3 separate regions of the Mus musculus genome follow, and all the other regions are linked to region 1. Evidence: chromatin contacts called from public HiChIP or PLAC-seq and promoter capture Hi-C data. All regions are on one chromosome and are shown on one strand. Each heading gives the region's core, a stretch centred on a gene start, on an enhancer-like site or on the middle of the called end of the contact. The rest is flanking DNA. Distances are from core to core; before and after follow the strand shown.

What was found. Promoter capture Hi-C pulls out the DNA fragments that hold promoters and counts their contacts. HiChIP or PLAC-seq counts read pairs in DNA pulled down with a chosen protein or histone mark.
Region 2: an H3K27ac HiChIP or PLAC-seq map of large pre-B cells shows a contact between it and region 1, with 2.4 times the contacts expected there. The contact joins two enhancer-like sites. A contact is called at or near these places in 2 of 39 promoter capture datasets (the C10 cell line and second pharyngeal arch cranial neural crest), 2 of 484 Hi-C or Micro-C datasets (LSK cells and peritoneal macrophages), 3 of 115 datasets of contacts at active chromatin or transcription factors (large pre-B cells, memory CD8 T cells and pro-B cells) and 2 of 9 other capture datasets (liver and pancreatic islet).
Region 3: a promoter capture Hi-C map of pre-B cells shows a contact between it and region 1, with 2.2 times the contacts expected there. The contact joins the promoter of Kcnh6 here to the enhancer-like site in region 1. A contact is called at or near these places in 12 of 39 promoter capture datasets (the 3T3-L1 cell line, 3T3-L1-derived adipocytes, the C10 cell line and 9 more), 2 of 15 datasets of contacts at CTCF or cohesin (large pre-B cells and pro-B cells), 13 of 484 Hi-C or Micro-C datasets (CD8 T cells, extraembryonic endoderm stem cells, forebrain and 6 more), 6 of 115 datasets of contacts at active chromatin or transcription factors (T-cell acute lymphoblastic leukemia, double positive thymocytes, embryonic stem cells and 3 more) and 3 of 9 other capture datasets (adipose tissue, embryonic stem cells and liver).

Annotation. Positions count from the first base shown.
Region 1 is chr11:106,390,754-106,393,579 of GRCm38.p6, reverse strand. No RefSeq gene overlaps it. Among named protein-coding and RNA genes, the nearest start is that of Icam2, 9.4 kb to the right of the region's middle. Within about 2 kb of position 1,574, at least 30 of the 459 cell types and tissues checked have an H3K27ac peak or open chromatin away from gene starts, as enhancers often do. A contact at or near this core is called in liver, pre-B cells, pro-B cells and 2 more, where this site is marked.
Region 2 is chr11:106,134,129-106,136,828 of GRCm38.p6, reverse strand. All of the region lies in intron 6 of Map3k3 (mitogen-activated protein kinase kinase kinase 3), which reads right to left. Among named protein-coding and RNA genes, the nearest start is that of Gm10840, 24 kb to the left of the region's middle. Within about 2 kb of position 1,443, at least 242 of the 459 cell types and tissues checked have an H3K27ac peak or open chromatin away from gene starts, as enhancers often do. A contact at or near this core is called in liver and pro-B cells, where this site is marked.
Region 3 is chr11:106,006,796-106,009,495 of GRCm38.p6, reverse strand. It overlaps Kcnh6 (potassium voltage-gated channel, subfamily H (eag-related), member 6), which reads right to left and starts at 1,348. Exons shown (of 13, transcript NM_001037712.2): 1 at 1,218-1,348; 2 at 283-513. The coding sequence starts at 1,293. Ace3 (angiotensin I converting enzyme (peptidyl-dipeptidase A) 3) reads right to left here. Exons shown (of 15, transcript NM_001101453.3): 15 at 1,946-2,546. The region is part of intron 2 of Gm35971 (a long non-coding RNA gene); the gene reads left to right.

The DNA.
Region 1 (2,826 bases), core at 325-2,824:
CCACCTCCCCTTCCTCTGTTTTCTGGTTACAAAGTAAGTAGTTCATTCCTTTGGCCTCAGGGCAGCTAGAAAGGCGACTGACAAGTAGACTGGGAGGGAGGCCAGGTCTATGCCTCAGAACTCTACGATATCCTTACAGTCAGTCACCCAGCCCCTACTTCCAGGAACTGCCATCCTGATCTCCACCGAGTTCCAGAGTAACAGGCGTGAGTAGTCTGGGAGGAGCAAAGGAGTCTGGGAAAGCCAGGATCCAGTACTGTCTCTCCCTCCACAGTGAGAGATCACAGTCCCTGTAAACGACCAAGGAGGTCAAAAGGGTTGCTGCCAGGCCCCACCACAAAGGATGACTCTATTTGCAGCTGCTCACTGGCTTAAAAAAAGAACAACCCCAGGCTGGAGAGATGGCTCATCGGTTAAGAGCACTGCCTGCTCTCCCAGAGGTCCTGAGTTCAAGTCCTAGCACCCACGTGATGGCTCACACCCATCTGTAATAGGATCCAGTGCCCTCTTCTGGTGTGTCTAAAGACAGCGATGACAGTGTACTCATGTATACAAGATAAATAAAAAGAAAAGATTCAGTTAATAATTAAAAAAAAAAAGCAAACAAGCTGTGTAAACCCTGTGCTTGTTGGATTTTCCCCTTGCCAAACATGCAGTCTTGGGCTCTTCCAAAGGAAAGAGTGTATCCTCCCTCCTAGTCTCCAGTTGAGCTCACTGGTTTTATTTAGCCGTGAAATAGAAAAGGGGCTGGGCGTGGTCATACTTGCCTTTAATCGCAGCACTCCAGAGGCAGGCAGATCTCTGTGAGTTTAAAGGTCAGCCTGATCTACATAGCCAGTTCCAGGTCAGCCAGGGCTGTGTAGTAAGATCTTGTCTGGGGGGGGGGGGAGAAAAAAGGGGGTGGGGTGGGGGAGGCTGAGGCAAGAGGATTGCCAGGAGGAGTTCAAGTCCAGCCTGGTCCTCATAGGCACCTCCTGCATGTCTGCATGTCCTCTTCTCAGCTTTTCAGTTCCTGGATGTTTATGGATGTGTTCTTTTACGTCTATATTATTCTCCTTAAAAACAGTCCCTCGGGGGCCTAGAGAGAGAGCATACTGGTTTCCAGAGGAACCCAATTCAGTTCCCAGCACCCACATGGCATATTCCACAGTCACTCGTAACTCCAGTTCCAGGGGGACCCAATACCTTCTTCTGGCTTCTGTGAGCACCTGGACTCATGTATACATACCCTTATGCAGACAAAACACATAGACAAATAAATAAAACTAAGATTACCAAACTGCCTGGTGACTCACACCCTTCGGAGGCTTGAGGCAGGATTGCCATGAGGTCTAAACTTACCTAGGCTATCCAGTGAATTTCAGGCCAGCCTGGACTACAGGGTGAAATCCTTTCTCAAAACACAGTTTCTCAGGGACTCGTCTGCATCCCAATCCACTTTTGAACACAAAGGAACGTTGGGGCAGCCACCCAGCCCAGAGATGTAATTCTCATGCCTTTTAGAGAAGGTGGTGGCAGGATGCTTACTTTCTCCACCACTAGATGGCACTCATGTGCTGTCCATCCCCAGATCTCCTGCAGTGGCTTGTTCTTAGTGTGGCCACTCGCATGACCAGCCTGAATGCTGATCTGACTCCTCACCCTGCAGTGGGATTCCCCTGAAATGAGGCTGGGGTCCAGACCAAGGGAGACAAAGAGACCTAGCTTTCCTTTTTCTTTTCAAACGGTTTTTATTTAGTTTGTTTTTATGTATGTGGGTGTTTTGTCTGTATACCACATATATGAAATAACCACAGAGGTCAGAAGAGGGTGTCAGATCCCAATGGGACTAGTGTTACAGTTGTGATCCAGTGAGTGCTCTTAACCACTGAACCATCTTTCCCCCCAGGGACCCAGCTTTCTAAACCCAACTCCTTCGTCGGCTGATAGGTTTTTTAATAACCCCATAGCCACAAGCTTTCCCATTACAAGTTAACATTGGCCAGAATATATGCCACCCCTGTCCCTTGAAGAGTGAAGGTGATCCTGGAACTGGGCATTCCAAGAACCCCTGCAACAGTACAGGTGCCACTGTGTCCTTGAACAGAGGCTACGAGGACACAGATACCAACTGGAGCTACCAATCTCCGTTGTGTGCCTCTATTTACAAACTCTTGTTCGATGGTTTTACAAATTATCTGTGTAACCCAGGATTCCAGACTGACCCACAGCCTCTTATTTGGGCTCTCGGCCAATGAGTTTCCAGTTTACTGTGAAACTCTAGCCTTCTCCGTCCTGATCAACACCTTACTCTGCTTTCTGCATGTGGTTCGTTGGATATTATTTACTTAGCTCTTCTTCACTCTGCTAAAACAACGTATACACCTGTCACCTCTTACACCGGCTGGTTTTGTGTGTCAACTTGACACAAGTTAGAGTCATCAGAGAGAAGGAGCCTCAGTTGAGAAAATGCCTCCGTGAGATCCAGCTGTAAGGCATTTTCTTTATTACTGATCAGTGGGGGAGGGCCCAGCCCATGGTGGGTGGTGTCATCCCTGGACTAGTGGTCCTGGGTTCTATAAGAACACAGGCTGAGCAAGCCAGGAGAAGCAAGCCAGGAAGCCACACCCTCCATGGCCTGTGCATCAGCTCCTGCTTCCAGGTTCCAGCCCTGCTTGAGTTCCTGTCCTGACTTCCTCCAATGATGGATTATGATCTGGAAGTGTTAACGCTGAATAAACCCTTTCCTCCCCAACTTGCTTTTTGGTCGTGGTGTTTCATCACAGCAATAGAAACCTTAATTAAGATACTTCTCTACCCACCAAGGGAAAAGAGGGTGGGGGATCA
Region 2 (2,700 bases), core at 194-2,693, 260 kb after region 1:
TGCTGGGATGACAGGAGTCTCACATTCAGTGATTAAAGGACAGCTTCTAAAGAGATTAAATGATTCTCAGGTTCAAGAGACTGCGTTCTTCCTTCTTCCACACGAAGTCAGTTGCTCCACAACATGGCTCTTTTGGTTTTACTGAAGATATTTGATGAATTACCACCGAGAACACTTCCATTGATTCTTGGAGGCATCTGTTGGGGCTCAGGAGTCACCCCACAAACCACACAAAGACCAATCTCAGTCAGACAGGAATAGATTATTAAACATACACACCAAGAAATTCTACAACCATGAGCTTCACTTAGGGCCCGTCATAAAGTTCATATGAACGGTTTTGTCTAAAATAGCTTGAGTCCGGGCTGACCAGCAGGGAGCACTTCCTGCACCCGTGTATGAGCTCACTGTGGATTTTGCAGTGTTAGCCTTTATAAGCTGGCCCTAAGAAATGTTAGAGGTAGTAGCTTTCAGCTTCTGAGGTCTAAGCTATATCCCCTAGAGTGTATATTCAATAAACTATCCTTGCAACTCCAGAAGCCCAATAGCATCAACCCAAGGACATAGAGGGCTGACATAAAGCTATAATATTGTATTGAAAATAGGCAAAGAATTTTGTGTACTTCCTGTCTCAACCACTCCATCACAGAGTGAAAGCTACCAGTTCTGAAGTAAGTCAGTACCTGAGCCATGGTATTGAAATGATCTCAGCAGCCTGCAGGAGACAATTTATCTAGGTATTTTAAAGCTCTATAGAAACTAAAGCTGCTCTGAGTATAAATTTAGGGATATTCTGCCGTGAACTCAACTCACAGAGCAATAAAATCAGCTAAGATGCCAGGCAGTGATGGCGCACACCTTTAATCCCTGCACTCAGGAGGCAGAGGCAGGTGGATCTCTGTCAGTTCAAGGTCAGCCTGGTCTACAGAGTGAGTTCCAGGACAGGCAAGACTAAAGAAATGCTAAGATGACTCCTGCCTCCTGTGTGTCTGCTTCTTTCACTTTCACTAGTTCCATAATCCAGAATTCTATATTAAATCTCTTCTTTCTGAAAGAAATTACAATGGTTCTTTTCTAGCATTTGAACCCAAGATGCTCTAGAATAAGAAGAGACTATAATTTTACCTAGAACAAAACTTAAAAGTCTCTTATAAGTGATTAATTAGAAAAACAAAAAACCCTCTTTCTTGTTGGTGATATTTGATATTGATATTAGTAGTAGTAGGGGATTGATTCCCCCTGGCTTTGGCAGTTGGGATCAATCTAGTATACAAGGCCACTGCCGCAGACCCTGGAGGGCCTGGGGTGGGGGTGGGGTAAGAGCAAAGGTTTTCTGAGCTTTTATTTCCAGCCAGAGACTTTCACTTTTTCCAATCCACACTGTGGCCTACAAAAAACCAGCCTTGCTATCTGATGGGCGACATGCCAGGGGCTATTGTGCACAGGCCCACTGCCTGGAGCAGGAAAGGGAAGTCTCCCCAGACCAGTGACTATCAGAGGAAGCAAATGGAAACAGCAGGAGGCAGCATGACTGCTCCAGGGTATTTTCAGTTTTGTTTTTATCTTCATTTCAAAAACTGAGTCAATGAGAGGCACATCAACCGTTGAGAACAAGTGAGAGACGGACAGGCCATGATGCTGCTGAGCATATTTACTAGCAATGCCCAGGAGAGCTCCAGAAGGTGCAGAGCTCTACTATCAAAGCACAACTGACTCCACAGTCTTTGAGGGCACGCTGGTGGGAGGGATGGCAAGGGATGGGAGGGGGACTCCCAGGGGACAGCCTTTACTGATACTCCAGGCTGGCTGTGCTGCTCTAGCCACATCAAGAGGCCCAGGCAGCATCGCCGAAGCCTATCTGAAGAGCTTCCTCTGAAGGCATTCTAAATGGAAAGAGAAGTCCAGGGTTTAAGCATGAGCTGTTACAATTCGTCCCAGATTATGTCACTCTGCTAGTTTCTTTAACCCAGAGAAGCCGAGCAGAAACTGTTTGTATTCTGACTGAGGCTGAAATGCAGCCTCTCACTCTCCTCAGAGAACCCTCATCAGGAAGCTGATGCAATCAGGAAGCTGCCTCCACAGGGAGTTCTAGGGCTTTGGGTCAGTGTTAATGTGCAGGTCACTGCAAGTACAAAGAGATATTCTAAATCCTTTTCTCTTTTAGGGGACAGATGAGATAGGACAGTAATCTAATCTTTTTTCTTCTTCTTCAATAGAAAACTGGAAGCAACATTTCTTGAACTGCTAACATGGGGGATAAGGCTGTACAAAAATACTTCTCAACCTTTCTATCCCACAGACACTAGCAGCAACCTATGTTTCAGTTTTTAAGCAGGTATTATCATCATACACTTTATAATCTTACGTAGTATCACAGAATTTACTGTGAGGAGAAAAGAACCTCTGGAGTGAAGGAAGGAGACCATTTTATTTTCTCAATGTGTAATAGCAGAAACCACCTCAACCATCATGGTTTCTTGTCCCGGGACTGGAAGTTTATACTATGCAGTGTTTTGACTTTCTGCTACCAGCTATTGCTATAATAAGATTCCAGCTTTTCCCTTTTTCCCTTCATCTGAACTCACCCTCTACTTGGAGGTAGATATTTTTCTCCTTTTCACGGCATTACTGTCCTAGATTCCACAAAGCACCTCCTGCTGAAGTTCACATATCTGTGGTCTATTTGTCTTCCCTCTCTTT
Region 3 (2,700 bases), core at 99-2,598, 380 kb after region 1:
CTGGCAGTGACAGAGTAGGTAGCTGGGAGGTGGGGGAGGGAAAGTGGAGCAAGAGGCTGTTCTATACCAGTACCAATAGCTGGCTCAGCCCAATCTCAAGTCCCTTAGAAGACATAACATGCAATTCTCATTGCTTCTCTCTAATACTAAGGAAACCAAGGCCCAGAGTGGGGATAGAAGTGGTCCAGGCTCTTTGGCTCTTAGGTCAGACCCTTCCCCCAGGGCACTCCATGATAGACAAGAAAGGTAGCCTACAGGACCCTTGGCCCAACTGAGTCTCACCATCCTTGCGATAGTAGAGGATGTCCACCTTGCACTCTTCAGCCCCAAGCAGGGCCTGCGCCAGGCGGGACACAGCACTGCTCGGAGTGTTCGGGCCAGTGAGGAAGTCACAGGTACAGGGTCGCTGCATCACCTCCACACGGGAGTAGCCGAAGAGTTCGCAGAAGCCATCATTGCAGTAGATGATGGCACAGTTCTCCATCTGTGCATTGGCAATCAGGAACTTACGACCTGGGGTGGGAAGAAAAAGGTAGGAAGACCGTGGCAGCCAGGAGTGGGTAGTTGGGAGAGAAAGATTACAGGGACCGGTGGCAGCCAAGGAGGGGATTTATACACAGGAGCAGGCAGGGGCCAGAATGAGGGAGGTGGAGGACAGAGCAAGGGAGGGTGGAAGAACCAAGAGTCCTGGGGAAAGGTCATTCCTTCTGGGAGCACAGAGGGGCATGAAGGAGGCAGGGAGCAGAAAAGTAGGGGTGTGGGAACCAAGCTTGGGGGCTAGGGTCAGTAGAGTGGGAGGAAGACCCCAGAACTCCTGGAATAATAGTTGGGATCCAGACCAGAAAGCAGGACTGTGACCAGGGAGTCAGACCTGCTCTGTGGGTGAAAAGAAGGAAGTCAGGCAAACCTCTAGGAGAGGCATGAATGGTCTGGAGGGGTAAGTGGGCAGTGACTGAGAGGGCAGGCCAGGGTTTGTAACACCAAGAAAACTGCTGTGAGCAGGTAGAAGAGTGGCATTATGCCCAAGACACAGCACATATGGAGGAGGTGTTGGGGACATCAAAACGAAAGATTTTGTATTCAGAATCTACCCCCCCCCCCAGCCCCCAGCCCTGCCATTTCTTTTACCCCATCAGAAGTTAGTGAAGAGTTTGGCTGCTCCTGCCATCCAACCCGTACTGCAGAGAGTCCCCCACACCCCCAAACCTCACACTTACTCTGGCCCTCAAACTTGCGGATGATGGTGTCCAAGTAAGTGTTTTGGGGAGCAACGTGGCCCCTGCGGACTGGCATCTTTCTGTAACACCACTTGCTGGGAGTGACCGGTGCCCTGGCTTCTGGCGTCTCCGTCAGTCCTGGGGCTCAGCAGCGTCGGGCTGGGGTGGGCGCCGCCCCCGGGGAGGGCTATCGGGCCCCGCCCGTCCTCCAGCGTCTGCCCTCCCCGCCCTCTCTAGTCCTCCCGCTCCCACGGCTCAGCGCTCCTCCTCCTTCCACGAGGCTTGCGCCCGGGAGCTGTCCGCGTCGTGGTGCTGAAATAAGCCAAGGGACGTGACAGGCAGACGGGGTTGGGGTTGGGGTTGGGGGTCAGGACAAGAGCAAATTCTGATCCATAAGGGGCTCTGAATCCTAGAGAGAGGGGCAGGGGTCCTGAACCTGGGATACTCTGAAGAACTTCTGCTCATGTCCAAATAGACAGAGACCTCAGCATCTCTTTGGACCCCTTTTGATACTGAAGTAGTTTTCCAGGCAGAGGAGGGCAGAAGTTGTTAGGGGCTTCAGATAGTTTTTTGTTGAAGGCTGTCTTCAGGGATTTACCGCTGGGACTGACTGTGGCAATGGGGCACTTAGGCCCCTTGCCCACAAATGGCCGCCACCTATTAGCAAGTGACCACTGGTAAAAGTGTCTGTGTACTGATTAAAAATGAACACACTTAGAAAAAGCAAATTGGGGTGGGGTGAAGTTTATTGAAAAAAAGGGGGGTTTTCTGAGAGGAGAAAAGAAGGGCCACAGTTCATTAAGCACCTTGGTGGACTTGGAACTTTGCAGAGGGTCCCAAGACCAATTTTGAGCCACATTTTAGTAGCAAGCATTCAAAATGAAACATGCACCTTCGGAAAAGGCCCAAGGGTGGTGTCAATGCAGAGGGGCTGAACTGGCCAATGGAGGAGGTGAAAATGCAGGAGAAAAAAATGACAAGCAGCATCCAGTGCTAGTTTGAACATCCAGATTTAATTGATGGACAGCTACGTTTTTAAGAAGTCTGAGGTTCGGAAGGAAATTTGAAGGCCTTTGAAGCAAATATTCTGGCAGAAATATAAACTTTACAAAGTGGATGGGGGGGTGGAGGGGGTGGCCAAGGAGGCTCAGTGAGGTTTCCACTGAAGTCCAGGTGAGAGGCTTAGAGTCCTGGGCGGGATGTGTCCTTGCCACAATACCTGGTGGGGGACCTTGGCCACAGTGGTTGAGAGATGAGAGGGCTGCCAAGTGTGGTTTCCTGGGGGGGCAGAGATGTCTTGGCTGTCCCTGAATGTGGGGAGCAGGCTGGCTGTGGAAGAGAAGTGGGGACAGTATTTCCTATCCAGTCAGTAGCATGGGCTTACGCAGTAAGACATTCATTCATTTGCTTATTCATTCAAGCATTTTTCTGGTCTCCACATTACAAAGAGTAATCCCGACGCATGTTGAGCCTTATGGACCTA